Regions from separate parts of the Sus scrofa genome. Here regions 1 and 2 are each linked to region 3. A link is a contact called in public Hi-C and promoter capture Hi-C data. All regions are on one chromosome and are shown on one strand. Each heading gives the region's core, a stretch centred on a gene start, on an enhancer-like site or on the middle of the called end of the contact. The rest is flanking DNA. Distances are from core to core; before and after follow the strand shown. Region 1 has its middle 22 kb from the start of SPACA7. Region 2 holds the start of ARHGEF7 (rho guanine nucleotide exchange factor 7). Region 3 holds the start of ING1 (inhibitor of growth protein 1).

What was found. Promoter capture Hi-C pulls out the DNA fragments that hold promoters and counts their contacts. A called contact is a pair of places that touch in the nucleus more often than the background predicts.
Region 1: a Hi-C map of skeletal muscle shows a contact between it and region 3, with 2.4 times the contacts expected there. The contact joins the enhancer-like site here to the promoter of ING1 in region 3. A contact is called at or near these places in 1 of 5 promoter capture datasets (fetal skeletal muscle), 2 of 47 Hi-C or Micro-C datasets (embryonic fibroblasts and skeletal muscle) and 2 of 2 datasets of contacts at active chromatin or transcription factors (alveolar macrophages and skeletal muscle).
Region 2: a contact with region 3 is called in a promoter capture Hi-C map of liver, with 5 times the contacts expected there. The contact joins the promoter of ARHGEF7 here to the promoter of ING1 in region 3. A contact is called at or near these places in 1 of 5 promoter capture datasets (liver), 2 of 47 Hi-C or Micro-C datasets (liver and skeletal muscle) and 2 of 2 datasets of contacts at active chromatin or transcription factors (alveolar macrophages and skeletal muscle).

The regions. Positions count from the first base shown.
Region 1 is chr11:77,398,561-77,402,153 of Sscrofa11.1, reverse strand. No RefSeq gene overlaps it. Among named protein-coding and RNA genes, the nearest start is that of SPACA7, 22 kb to the right of the region's middle. Within about 2 kb of position 1,718, at least 3 of the 83 cell types and tissues checked have an H3K27ac peak or open chromatin away from gene starts, as enhancers often do. A contact at or near this core is called in skeletal muscle, where this site is marked.
Region 2 is chr11:77,425,632-77,429,465 of Sscrofa11.1, reverse strand. ARHGEF7 (rho guanine nucleotide exchange factor 7) reads right to left here and starts at 2,114. Exons shown (of 22, transcript XM_021065922.1): 1 at 1,726-2,114. The coding sequence starts at 1,890. It overlaps LOC102167979 (a long non-coding RNA gene), which reads left to right and starts at 2,367. Exons shown (of 3, transcript XR_002336778.1): 1 at 2,367-3,834.
Region 3 is chr11:77,267,977-77,271,542 of Sscrofa11.1, reverse strand. ING1 (inhibitor of growth protein 1) reads right to left here and starts at 1,271. Exons shown (of 2, transcript XM_021065917.1): 1 at 938-1,271. The coding sequence starts at 1,136. It overlaps CARS2 (probable cysteine--tRNA ligase, mitochondrial), which reads left to right and starts at 1,607. Exons shown (of 15, transcript XM_021065916.1): 1 at 1,607-1,915.

The DNA of each region.
Region 1 (3,593 bases), core at 469-2,968, 130 kb before region 3:
CTGGACGGGCACCCCTCCTTCCTCCGGTCCCCTGAGGAGCCCCCCCCCCCCCCCCCCCGCAGTGACCAGCCCAGACTCCTCCGCAGAGCCACCCGGAGGGACTCAGCACAAGATGAGGTTCTGAGAGAGGCAGGCAAGGTGCTAGACCCAGCTGCCACCGAGGGTCACTCGACACGGGTGCATCCATGTGGCCTGGAGAGCAGGGCCTGGGTCCTTGTGGTTTCACCAGGAAGTTTCCCTCTCTCTCCCCTCCCCTCGCTGTCTCTCTGTGTGTCTCTCTCTTTTTCTCCCTCTCTGTCTCCCACCCTCACGTGCACCCTGGCTTGAATGTTGGTTTTCCCAAGGCCACCTTAACAACGAACCACACACTGGGTGGCTTAGCCGCAGAAATCCGTTGTCTGACAGTCCTGGAGTCAGAAGGCTGAGGTCAAGGTGTCCGTCGTGCTCCCTCTGAAGGCTCTGGGGGAGGGTCCTTGCTGTGGCCCCAGCTCCTGGTGGCCCCAGGCGTCCCGTGGTCTGTGGCCGCCTCCTTCCGTCTTCCGTCCACGTGGCCTCCTCTCATAAGGACAGCAGTCACTGGATTTGGGGCCACGCTAACCCCGGGGGGTCTCACCTCCAGCTCCTTTGCAAAGACCTTATTTCCAAAGGAGCACATTCCTAGGTTCTGGGCGCACATGAAATGGGGCATCTATCAACCCACAGGAGCTGTAAAGGGGGAGCCACCGCCTTCACGCGGAGCAGGGAAGCCTTGGCTGCTTCTCCCTTCCCGAGAGAGGACGAGCAACGCTGAGAAAGACTCCCTGGATGGTGGACGCTCCAGAGGCTCCTGGTCTGAGGGTCCATCTCAGACCGCCCCCCCCCGGCCCCTCCCTCATCAGGACCCCGCTGGCTGAGCCTGCAGAGGTCAGGCCTGTGACGCAGGGGGCGGTTTGGGGATGGGGAGGAGGGGGTAGCAAGCCCAGATTAGGGCTCAGGTCCAGCCCTGGCCTCAGGTCCAGCCTGACCAGTAATACGAGCCTCAGGGGTCATGGATCGGACTCCTGACCACTCGGAGCGGGGGAGGGGGCCGTGACAGCAGCACAGGGGCCCCAACACCAGCCCCGTGGAGGCGGGAGGCTATGGCAGCAATGAGAATTCCAGAAGCCCGCTGGCCCTTGGACATCTTCCCTGGGAGCAGGGCCTGAGGGATGGGACTGGGATCCACCAGCCTCACAGGAGGCCTGCAGGGGGCCGCGGGGGGCTCACCCAGAGGTGGAAGGACAGTGTATGGGGGAACCAAGCCGGAGCCCCTCCTGTCACCCCCGTCCTGACAGTCCTCACCCAAGTCCTCCGGGTAAGGCTAGGGTGTGGGGGCGGGAGGGGTGCAGCTGCGGCACAGCTTTGGGTGGAGGTGGGGGCAGGGGGCCGCTCCCCTTGACCCTGGACACTCCCCAGGCTGAGGCGGGCTGGTCTCAAGCGGCCTGCTGGGGGCTGATTCTCGCAGGGAAGCAGGTGCTTGCTCTGCGGCTGGGACGAAGGTAAGAGCTTCGGCATCCAGGCCTTGGGCAGTCTGACCGCAGGGCGGGTGTCTGGGCACAGGACTCGGCCAGGGAGGCCAAAGAGAAAATAACACCATCCAGGTGACAGGACATTCCAGCTGGTGGGGAGGAGGCTCTGATTCAGGGTCACTGGTCCACCAGGGCCAGGGGACAGCTGGGCCAGAGAGGCCGAGGAGCTGCGTCAGCATGAGTGAGCTGGGATCCTGCCGCTTCCTGGGGGACAGCTGTGTCCATCCCAGGAAGGCGCCTCTCCACCCTTTCAGACGGGCCAGCGCCTGGCATCATCCGGTTCGAGCTGGCACGGCAGCGGGAGCTGTCCTTCAGCAAACAGTCTCAGAGGAACAAGCGCTGATGGGGGTGAGGGTCCGGCAATGACCATGGACAGAGAGAGCAGCCCCCTAAGTGCCCGCCTCTCAGTGAGGCAGGGAGGCTCCCTGCAAGACAGGGGGACAGTCACAACGTGGCCAGTTCTCAGAGGTCGCATGAGGCAGAAGACACCTGAGCCCCGGGGCGGTGAGGGGGGTGAACACGGGCTCCAGGAACAAAAGAGCAGCCGGGGCAACGGCTTTGGTGAGACTCGATGACTTCAGGGCAGGCGACCTCAAAATCCCCCTGCATCTTGGGACGTGGTGATGGTCACAGGAGGAGGCCTGTTCTGGGTAGAGCTTCGAGGCACAGCACTTAAAACTGAATAATCAGGGAGTGCCCCGATGTGGCTCAGCGGGTTGTGCATCTCACTAGCATCCGCGAGGATGTGGGTTCAATCTCTGGCCTTGTTCAGTGGGTTAAGGATGGGGTGTTGCTGTGGCTGGGGTGTACGTTGCAGACACGGCTTGGGTCTGATGCTACCGAGGCTGAGGTGGAGGCCGGCAGCTGCTGCTTTGATGGGACCCCTGGCCTGGGACCTTCCATATGCTGCACGAGTGGCCCTAAAAAGCACACGTAGCTGGAGGACCCTTAACACAGACGCAAAAGACCTCTGGTGAGACGAGAACCCCAGGCTGATAAACACGGTCCTTGATTCCGACTTGCCCATGACGGTACCAAGCTGCTAAGCCTTCCCTGAAATGCCTCACCGTTCACTGGCTTCACAAAGGACAATGACGCGTCTCCGTCTCTCTGGGAAGCACAGGGGGCTGGAATACGTTTCAGATGCTCTTTTGCATGCGGTTTGGCTGCTGGTTATACTTTCTGAAAATGACCACGCCGTCTCCCAATCCACAGGCTTTTTTTTTTTTTTTCCCAATCAGTGGGACCTCGACACGTCTTCTCTCAGGTCAGCAGTTTCTTCCCCTTGAATCTGAGCAGTCCTTGTAAGTCTTGACCAGAGGAGTGCGGCTGGATTGATGGGAGGTGACCTCCGAGCCAGATAATGCTATAAAAACGTCCTGCATGTCAACCTGGCTCTTTTGTGACGCCAGATCTGGGAACCCAGCCACCGAGCTGTGAGGAAGCCCAGGGACCCACCGTGCTTTAAATTGTTACAAAACTGGAGTTCCCGTCGTGGCGCAGTGGTTAACGAATCCCACCAGGAACCGTGAGGTTGCGGGTTCGGTCCCTGCCCTTGCTCAGTGGGTTAACGATCCAGCGTTGCTGTGAGCTGTGGTGTAGGTTACAGACGCGGCTCGGATCCCGCGTTGCTGTGGCTGTGGTGTAGGCTGGTGGCTACAGCTCCGATTCGACCCCTAGCCTGGGAACCTCCATATGCTGCGGGAGCGGCCCAAGAAATAGCAAAAAGACAAAAAATAAATAAATACATAAATAAATTGTTACAAAACTTTCTTTGCCCCAGCCTGTGTCTCACCTCGCTTTGAGCCTCGAACTTCTCTGTACATGGATGCACTAACCACTTCCCCAAGAGGAAGAGGACGCTGTTTGATTCCTCCCAGAGTTTTGTAATAATGTCAGGCCACCCTCACTTACATTTCTGCAAGTTTCAGTCTGTTGGACTAAGTAAAAGGTTTTGGCCTGACGTGATCTCTGTTGCCTGACCACAGGACAAAGAATCAATTATTTTTAAAATGAACATCTTTCTAATCAAATTGTAATTGCATA
Region 2 (3,834 bases), core at 865-3,364, 160 kb before region 3:
TGCGCATTAAACATGTTATTCACTCCTCTCTTTGTTGTTTCCGAGGTGAAAGGAATGCTATGGTTTTCTAAGAAAACCGTTCAACAATTTAAAAGAAAGTGATTATTGAGGTCTGCCAATCAATAGGCACGCAGCGAATATGCCAAATAACACATGCATCAACAATGACAGGTTTTGGTCAAATAGCCTCTGAAGTTTCTCAAAGCTTCACTCTTGGAATGGAACCATTTTTTTTACATAAGCCCATTTTGGTAAAGTTAGCCTGCATTTTCAATGCGTTTCAACATCTGTCTTTTATTACTAGAGGTCCTGATATCCAGATAACAACCAAGTATTCTGTGCCTTCAAAGTTAGCTCCTGCTCCTTATTCCTATCTTCAATCATAATTTTATTGTGACATCAGCTTCATTTAGAAGCACCATTTTTATTTCCTGGACAGACAGACCAGGGCTATTCATCCTAAAATGCAGATTCTGCTTTCCGAAATATGTTGCAAGTAAGAAAATACCTAAAACTCATATGTATACACAACTCATATCACATAAAATCTTTTCTGACCTTTAAAATGCCATGCCAGAACATGAGCAAACTTAAAAAGATTAAACATTTTACTTTTTAAAGTCACCTAATTAACATTTTATTATTAGCAAATTAATACTGTGCTGCTGGGCCGATATACTCCATTTTTCAAAGTTAAATAGTATTTCTCATTAGTCTGCACTTTAATTTCTACATTTAAACCATTTAAGTAACTGCTGATATTAAGATTATGTATTGGCAAAAAAAAAAAATTAGGATAGAATTGCAGTGTTTTTGAAGTACAGGGATCCGCCGCTCTACCCGCTCGCCCCTACTTAGTCAACGGAGCCGGAGGAAGCAAACTTGAATCCCTCGCAGAGTTGTGGTCAAGGTTCACACTCCAGCCCCGAGGAAACCACCAGGCAATAGAAGAGACGTCTCCAGGACTAGGGGCTCTGTTTAAAATCAGGTAGGAACCTGAAAATGAAATCTAGGATCTTATGCCAGACTTGAAGAACGCCGGGGCTTTCCTGCGCCTGCCATCTGGGCTTGGGGACAGGGGAATTGTTCCGCGGGGAGGGCAGCAAATCATTTCACAGCCCACCCTCGGCTATTGATAAATGCATCTTTTAAAAACGCACCGCAATCGGTCAGTTAAACAGAGGGCGAAACTCTCACACGGTACCACCAACAAAAGCTGTTCAAACAAAGCCTGCGAGGCAGCTGTGCGCGGCGCTGGAGCGGTTGGTTTTCGGCTCGGGTCGCGGAGAGGGGCGACTCCTCCTCCGGGCGGGGCAGAGCGGAGCGCTCCCCTTCCCTCCGGGCCTCCCCCCGGCCGTTCCCCTTGAACCCGGCCCGGCCCCCTCCCCGGCGGCCACCGCACACAATGGCGCCCCGAGCGGGATCCCGCCACCGGGTCCTCGCGCCGCCAGCGCGCCCCCCGCGCGGGCCGCGTTCCCGGGTCCGCGCACAAAGGAGGCGCGTGGGCTCCGCGGCGCCCGGCGCTCTCCCGGCCCGCGCGGCCACCAGGTGCCGGCGCCGGCGACCCTGCGCCCGAGCGTCTCCGCGCATCCCGGGCCGCGGCGGGGGCCAGGTGGGGCGCGAGGCCTCCCACCGCCCGGGGCTCCCACCGCCCGGACTCCTCCCGCCGGGCCTCCCAGCGCCCGGGCCTGTCCGCCGCGGGGGCGCGGGCCGGGGGGCACTCACTTTCTCGATGGTCCCGGGGAGCAGGCGCTCCAGCAGCCTGCAGAGGACCACCCCATCCTTCAGAGACGCTTGCAGGAAGCCCTCCGGGTCCGAGATGGTTTTCTTGGGCGACTCCAGCACCCCCAAGGTAATGAGCCACGTAACGGTCTGCTCGGCGGAATTCATAGCGGCGGCGCGCCCGGCCTCCCCGCGCCGCGAGCCCGTCTCGGCGCGGTTCACCTCGGAGCGGCCGCGGCCCGGCCGGCTGCGCCCACCGCCCCCTCCTCCTGCTCGCCCATGGAGAGGCCGGCGACGGCGATTGGCTCGGGCGGCGCCGCGGTCCGGCCGGCTCGCGCTCCCTCGCGTGCGTCCTGGCCGACTGTCAAGTGCCTTTTCATTAGATGCACATGAACCTGCGGCGGCCGCCCGGCGCCGCCCCCGCCGCCGCCTCCCGGCTGCCAGCCGCTGCCGCCGATGACATCACTGCGAGGAGAAGAAAGACGCCGCGCTGGAGCGGCCCCGCGCCCCGGCCCCCGGCCTCCCGGCCCCCCGACCCCCGGCCGCGCCGGCACCCGGCTGCCGCACACGCGCCCCCGCGCCCGCCCGGGCCCGCCGCCGTGCGCCCTCCGCACCCGGGCCGGCTGTGCGCGCGCGTCCCCACCTGCGCCGCCGGGTGCTGGGCCCCCGCCCCAAGGGCCCGGTGACCTCCAGGAGGCGACAGCCCGCCGGCCGGGGAGGGCTCGCCGGGCCTCCTACCCTCCGGGCCGCGCGCGCCCGTAGCCGTTGGCGCCCGGCGGGTCCCCAGCGCAGCCCCCTCTGAGGCGAGAGCCCAGCCAGGCTCCTCTCGCCGTCGGGCCCTTCCGCCGCCTCTTCCCTCCTCGGAAGCCCCGGAATCCTTTATCTTCTAATTCATGAACGTTATTTTTGCCAGGTTTTTTTTTTTTTTTTTTCCCCAAGAGGTTGGGGGCGGGGGGAGCTGAAAACGAGACGTTTGCTTCTCTCAGCTACCTTGCAAGCCAATAATTACCGAACACAACGATAATTAAATCTGTGACCAGATGGGCCTAATTCGGGGAGGAACTGATTTTCCTGAGGCTGCTGCCATCCTTGGGGACAGGGACGCCCCGGAGCGTGGCGCGGCCGGGGTCACGCGTGCCCTCTGCTGGGAGGCCCGTCCGCGTGCGTGACCTCACCGGCCGGGATGCGGTGGTCCCACTCTCCCCGACCGGAAGCCTTGGAGCCACTCGGCTTTAACTTGATGGCGCTGTTTCAGACACTGTGGGAGGAAGGTCAGGAACACAGCAGAGCCTGAACTGGATCTGGGCAGATGATCCCGGAGGAAGGACGGTGAGGACAGCTCACTCAGTCCAAACAAGCAACCTGGCTGGACTGGCCCTGAGCAAGAGGTCTCAGTCAGAGACCTGGCTGCGTCCGAATGGGCCAGAGCTGAAGAGCTCAGCCGCCCAACTGCTAAGCCACGAAAAAACTTCTTCAGAGGAGGGCTGACACACACCATCTTCTAAGGAAGGGAGCGTCTCTCCTTGGAGGGACCCAGTGTGCACTTTGCCTGTTTGCGGGCTATGACTGCCCGGGGCAATTTAAGACAGCATTCGCAGTCACCTACAGAGAACTTGCTCTGTGCCAAGCACATATGTTAATGCAATTGGTGACAAAGGCCAGAAAACACGAAGATTAAAAAAACCCACAGGCTTAGCTCACCTCTTCCTCTGCCTTCTTGCGGAGTCCTTCTTTTGTAATCATGAATTGTGTTTATTCCCAGCTTCGAATTAAGTGGTTAAGTTTTCTTTCCGAATGCAAACGCAGAGTGATTCAAAGGGCAGTCTGAATTCTGGGTTATAAGGGCCATGTGCACGGCGGTCACAGCTCCCCGCATTGCGTGGCACAGTCACTGCGACAGTCTTAGGAAGTTCCTCTCATCGTCCCCATTTAGCAGGTGGCAAAGTGGCAGAGGTGGACTCAAGCCTGGGCTCTGCAGCTCCAGCACGGACACAGCCCACCCGTGGTCCAAACCTCGCCCTGTACACTTGCTGGGAAACTGGGCAGTTATCAGCTCCATCGAGTGTTGTGCCCAAGGAGACTCTATCACCAGAAGGGTGTTGAGTCGAGAGT
Region 3 (3,566 bases), core at 22-2,521:
GCTTCCTCCGGCCCCCGCCCCCTCGGAGCCCAGCGCTGCAAAATGCAAGGCTCCCGCCCGCCGGCGCCTCCCCTCCGGCCGGCCCCGCGCCGCTACATCTGCGAGCTGCACCGCCTGGGCCCGGGGACCGGCGCCTGGCGGGCCGGGCCGGAGCTCGGCGGCCTCGGGCGCGGGGCGGGCGCGGGCGGGCGTGCGGGCGCGCACCCCGGCGCAGGGGCCGGGGCCGGGGCCGAGCGAGCGCGGGAAGGGGCGCGCGCCGCCCGCCGCGCCGCACTTGTCCAACGTGGAAAACCCAAATACCAGTTTCAAACACTTGGGAAACATTCGGCCCCCTGCATCGCGCATGCGTCCTGGCCCCACCGCCCCCTCCCCCGTGGGCCCCGCCCCCGCCGCATTCACGCCCCTCACCGGCCCCGCCGCACGGGGGTGTGGCTTTGTCTGTCACTTTTGCCGGGGCAGGGGCCGCGGGGGCAAGGGGCAGCGGGCGAGCTGAAAACTTTAGTGGGAGTTTCGCACTTGCAGGCAAAGTGCGTTGGGCGGGGCTGCATGGCCGCTGGGTGTTGCGGGAGAGGCAGGTGGCATAGCCCAGAGCTCTCTGGAACCGACCCGGCCTCGGGACCATCACAATCCCGGGTCACCATCTCCTTCCCTTTGCTCAGTCCCACACTCCTGATCCCGCCTCGCAGCCGGGAAATAAGTACGGCCCGGAACAGACTGGCAACCTCGAGGGCCAATCCAGGTTCCGCCCTCACCCCGGCGGCCCAATCAGGAGAAAGAATAGGCGGGGCGATCACGGACACCTCCCCCTCGGCTCTTACTACTAGAAACCCGCGTCCCTCCGGGGGCGGAGGGACCAGGCTGGCCCGGCAAGACGGAAGTGGTTGCGCATGCGTACTTGTGTGGCCAAGAGGCCCATTTGCCCGCGCCGGAGACCTACCATTCGGCAGTCGGACCACCACTCCCGGCAGCCTCGGCGGCTCCCGCGCCTGCGCGGTCCTCACCGCCCGCCCTTTGTGTTGCCGGCCGGAGCCCAGCGCCGAGCGGCTTGGAGACAAAGGGACCCGAGAGGGGAGCGGTTCGCCAGGCCGGGTCCCCGTAGAGGGCAGGTGACCCCGACCCCTTCCCGCATGTGCCATGGAATCCTCTCTTAAAGTCCGCGCCCCCACTTCGAAAGACCACCCAAGCCGTGGTGGGGCAAGCGTCCGGGCGCCCGGGTCCCGGGGGCCTCTCCCTGTGCAGCCTTGGGCCCCCCTCCCCCTCCTCCCCGCCCTAAACGCCTGGATTTGGGCTTCCGAGGAGCCCCGTTGCCTAGACGACGGGGCCGCGCGAGGCCCGCCTCTTCCGGCCGAGGCCCCGCCTGTGGGCGTGGCCCCCTCCCCCGCTTTGTCCGCGGCGTGCGGGTCTGCGCCGCGCTTGGTGCTTTTCGGAGGACTCGTTTGGCCTCCTTTGTCCTGCCCTGTCCTTTGGCGGGTGTCGTGTCGCCAACTCTAACCCTGTCAGGTAGTTCGGCCTCGGCCCCTGACGTCCCTACCGCCTCTGTGCCTGGGCGGCGCTGCGTCTCTCGGACGGGTGGGTGGGCGGGTTCGCCTGGCTCCGGGTGCCCTGCTGCCCGTGGCCGCTCCCCCTGGGACTGAATCGATGCTCTGCGGTTCATCACGTTCTGGTGGAGTTCCCGAGTGTCCGGAGAACAGTGTCGTGACAACCAAGACCGCGGGAGAGTTTCTTAATTACTCAGTGTCATTCAGACCGAGCCAGTGTTTGTAAAATAGGTTTTGATCCGCAGTGCCCCTAGCAGCGATCTGCAGAGCAGTCCGCGATGTGGCTGTCAGTGCAGACTAAGTTGGGCTGGTCGTCTTTGGAAATGGGTTGGAACGCTGCTGCGGTGATAAACGACGAGTAGGAGTAAAACTTTGAGGTAAATGGGTTTGATCTTCATTCTACCCCTTCATCGCACCCTCACATCAGGAAACGTTCACTTCGATATTTGGGAAAGTGGTTATTTTACTTAGAGAGTCACACTTTTCCAGCTTGGGCCCAGTGTAAAGCAAATGATAGGTAAAGTTTCATTTATTGGCCACTAGCCTGCTTAAAAGGCTTTAATACTGTGACACTATGTGGCAACGAAGAGACTATATGGAATAGAGTAAACGTTGCATAGGAGAAACGCATATACGTAATTTTAAAGTACAGTAACAAGAAAGAGGTTCTTTTAATCCTTGCATTCACTGGCTCTAAAATGAGTAGTGTTTATCTGAATTTAAGAATAAAGGTGGGCGTTCCCGTCGTGGCGCAGTGGTTAACGAATCTGACTAGGAACCATGAGGTTGTGGGTTCGATCCCTGGCCTTGCTCAGTGGGTTAAGGATCCGCGTTGCTGTGAGCTGTGGTGTAGGTAGCAGACGTGGCTCAGATCCCACGTTGCTGTGGCTCTGGCGTAGGCCGGTGGCTACAGCTCCGATTCGACCCCTAGCCTGGGAACCTCCATATGCCGAGGGAGCGGCCCAAGACATGGCAAAAAGCCAAAAAACTAAAAATAAATTAAAAAAAAAAAATAAAGGTGGAGTTCTTGTCATGGTGCAGTGGAAACTAGTCCGATTAGGAACCATGAGGGTCCAGGTTTCATCCCTAGCCTCTCTCAGTGGGTTAAGGATTCGGTGTGACCCTGAGCTGTAGTGTAGGTTGCAGATGCAGCTCGGATCTGGTGTTGCTGTGACTCTGGTGTAGGCCAGCAGCTGTTAAAAAAAAAAAAAAAAGAAAGAAAAAAGGTGAGAAATAATTTACCCTTCCCAATGACCATCAAGCTGGAGTGTTTGTTGTTTTGTTTTGTTTTTTTGCTTTTTAGAGCTGCATCTGTGGCATATGAAGGTTCCCAGGCTAGAGGTTGAATCAGAGCTGTAGCTGCTGGCCTACACCACAGCCACAGCAACGCAGGATCCAAGCTGCGTCTGTGACCTACACCACAGGTCACAGCAACGCCAGATCCTTAACCCGCTGAGTGAGGCCAGGGATTGAATCTGCAACCTCATGGCTCCTAGTTGGCTTCGTTTCCGCTGCACAACGATGGGGAACTCCTGCTGTTGTTTTTTTCTTTTTTTTTAATGACTAGCTGTGGCATATGGAAGTTCCCAGACCAAGGGTCTGATTGGAGCTACAGCTACAGGCCTACACCACAGCCACAGCAACACCAGATCCCAGACCTGTCTCCGACCTACACCTCGGCTCAGGGCAACACCGGATCCTTAACCCGCTGAGCCAGGAAAGGAACCGAATCCTAGTTGTCCTGGATACTAGTTGGGTTGGTTACCGCTGAGCCAGGATGGGAAATCCCGGAGGTTTTTTTGTTTGTTTCTGCTTTTTTTTGGTCTTTTTAGGGCTGCACCCGTGGCATATGGAGGTTCCCAGGCTAGGGGTCTAATTGGAGCTACAGCTGCCGGCCTACACCACAGCCACAGCAAGGAGGGATCCAAGCCCTGTCTGTGAACTACAGCACAGCTCATGGCAATGCCAGATCCTTAATCCACTGAGGGAGGCCAGGGATCGAACCCAAAACCTCATGGTTCCTAGTCA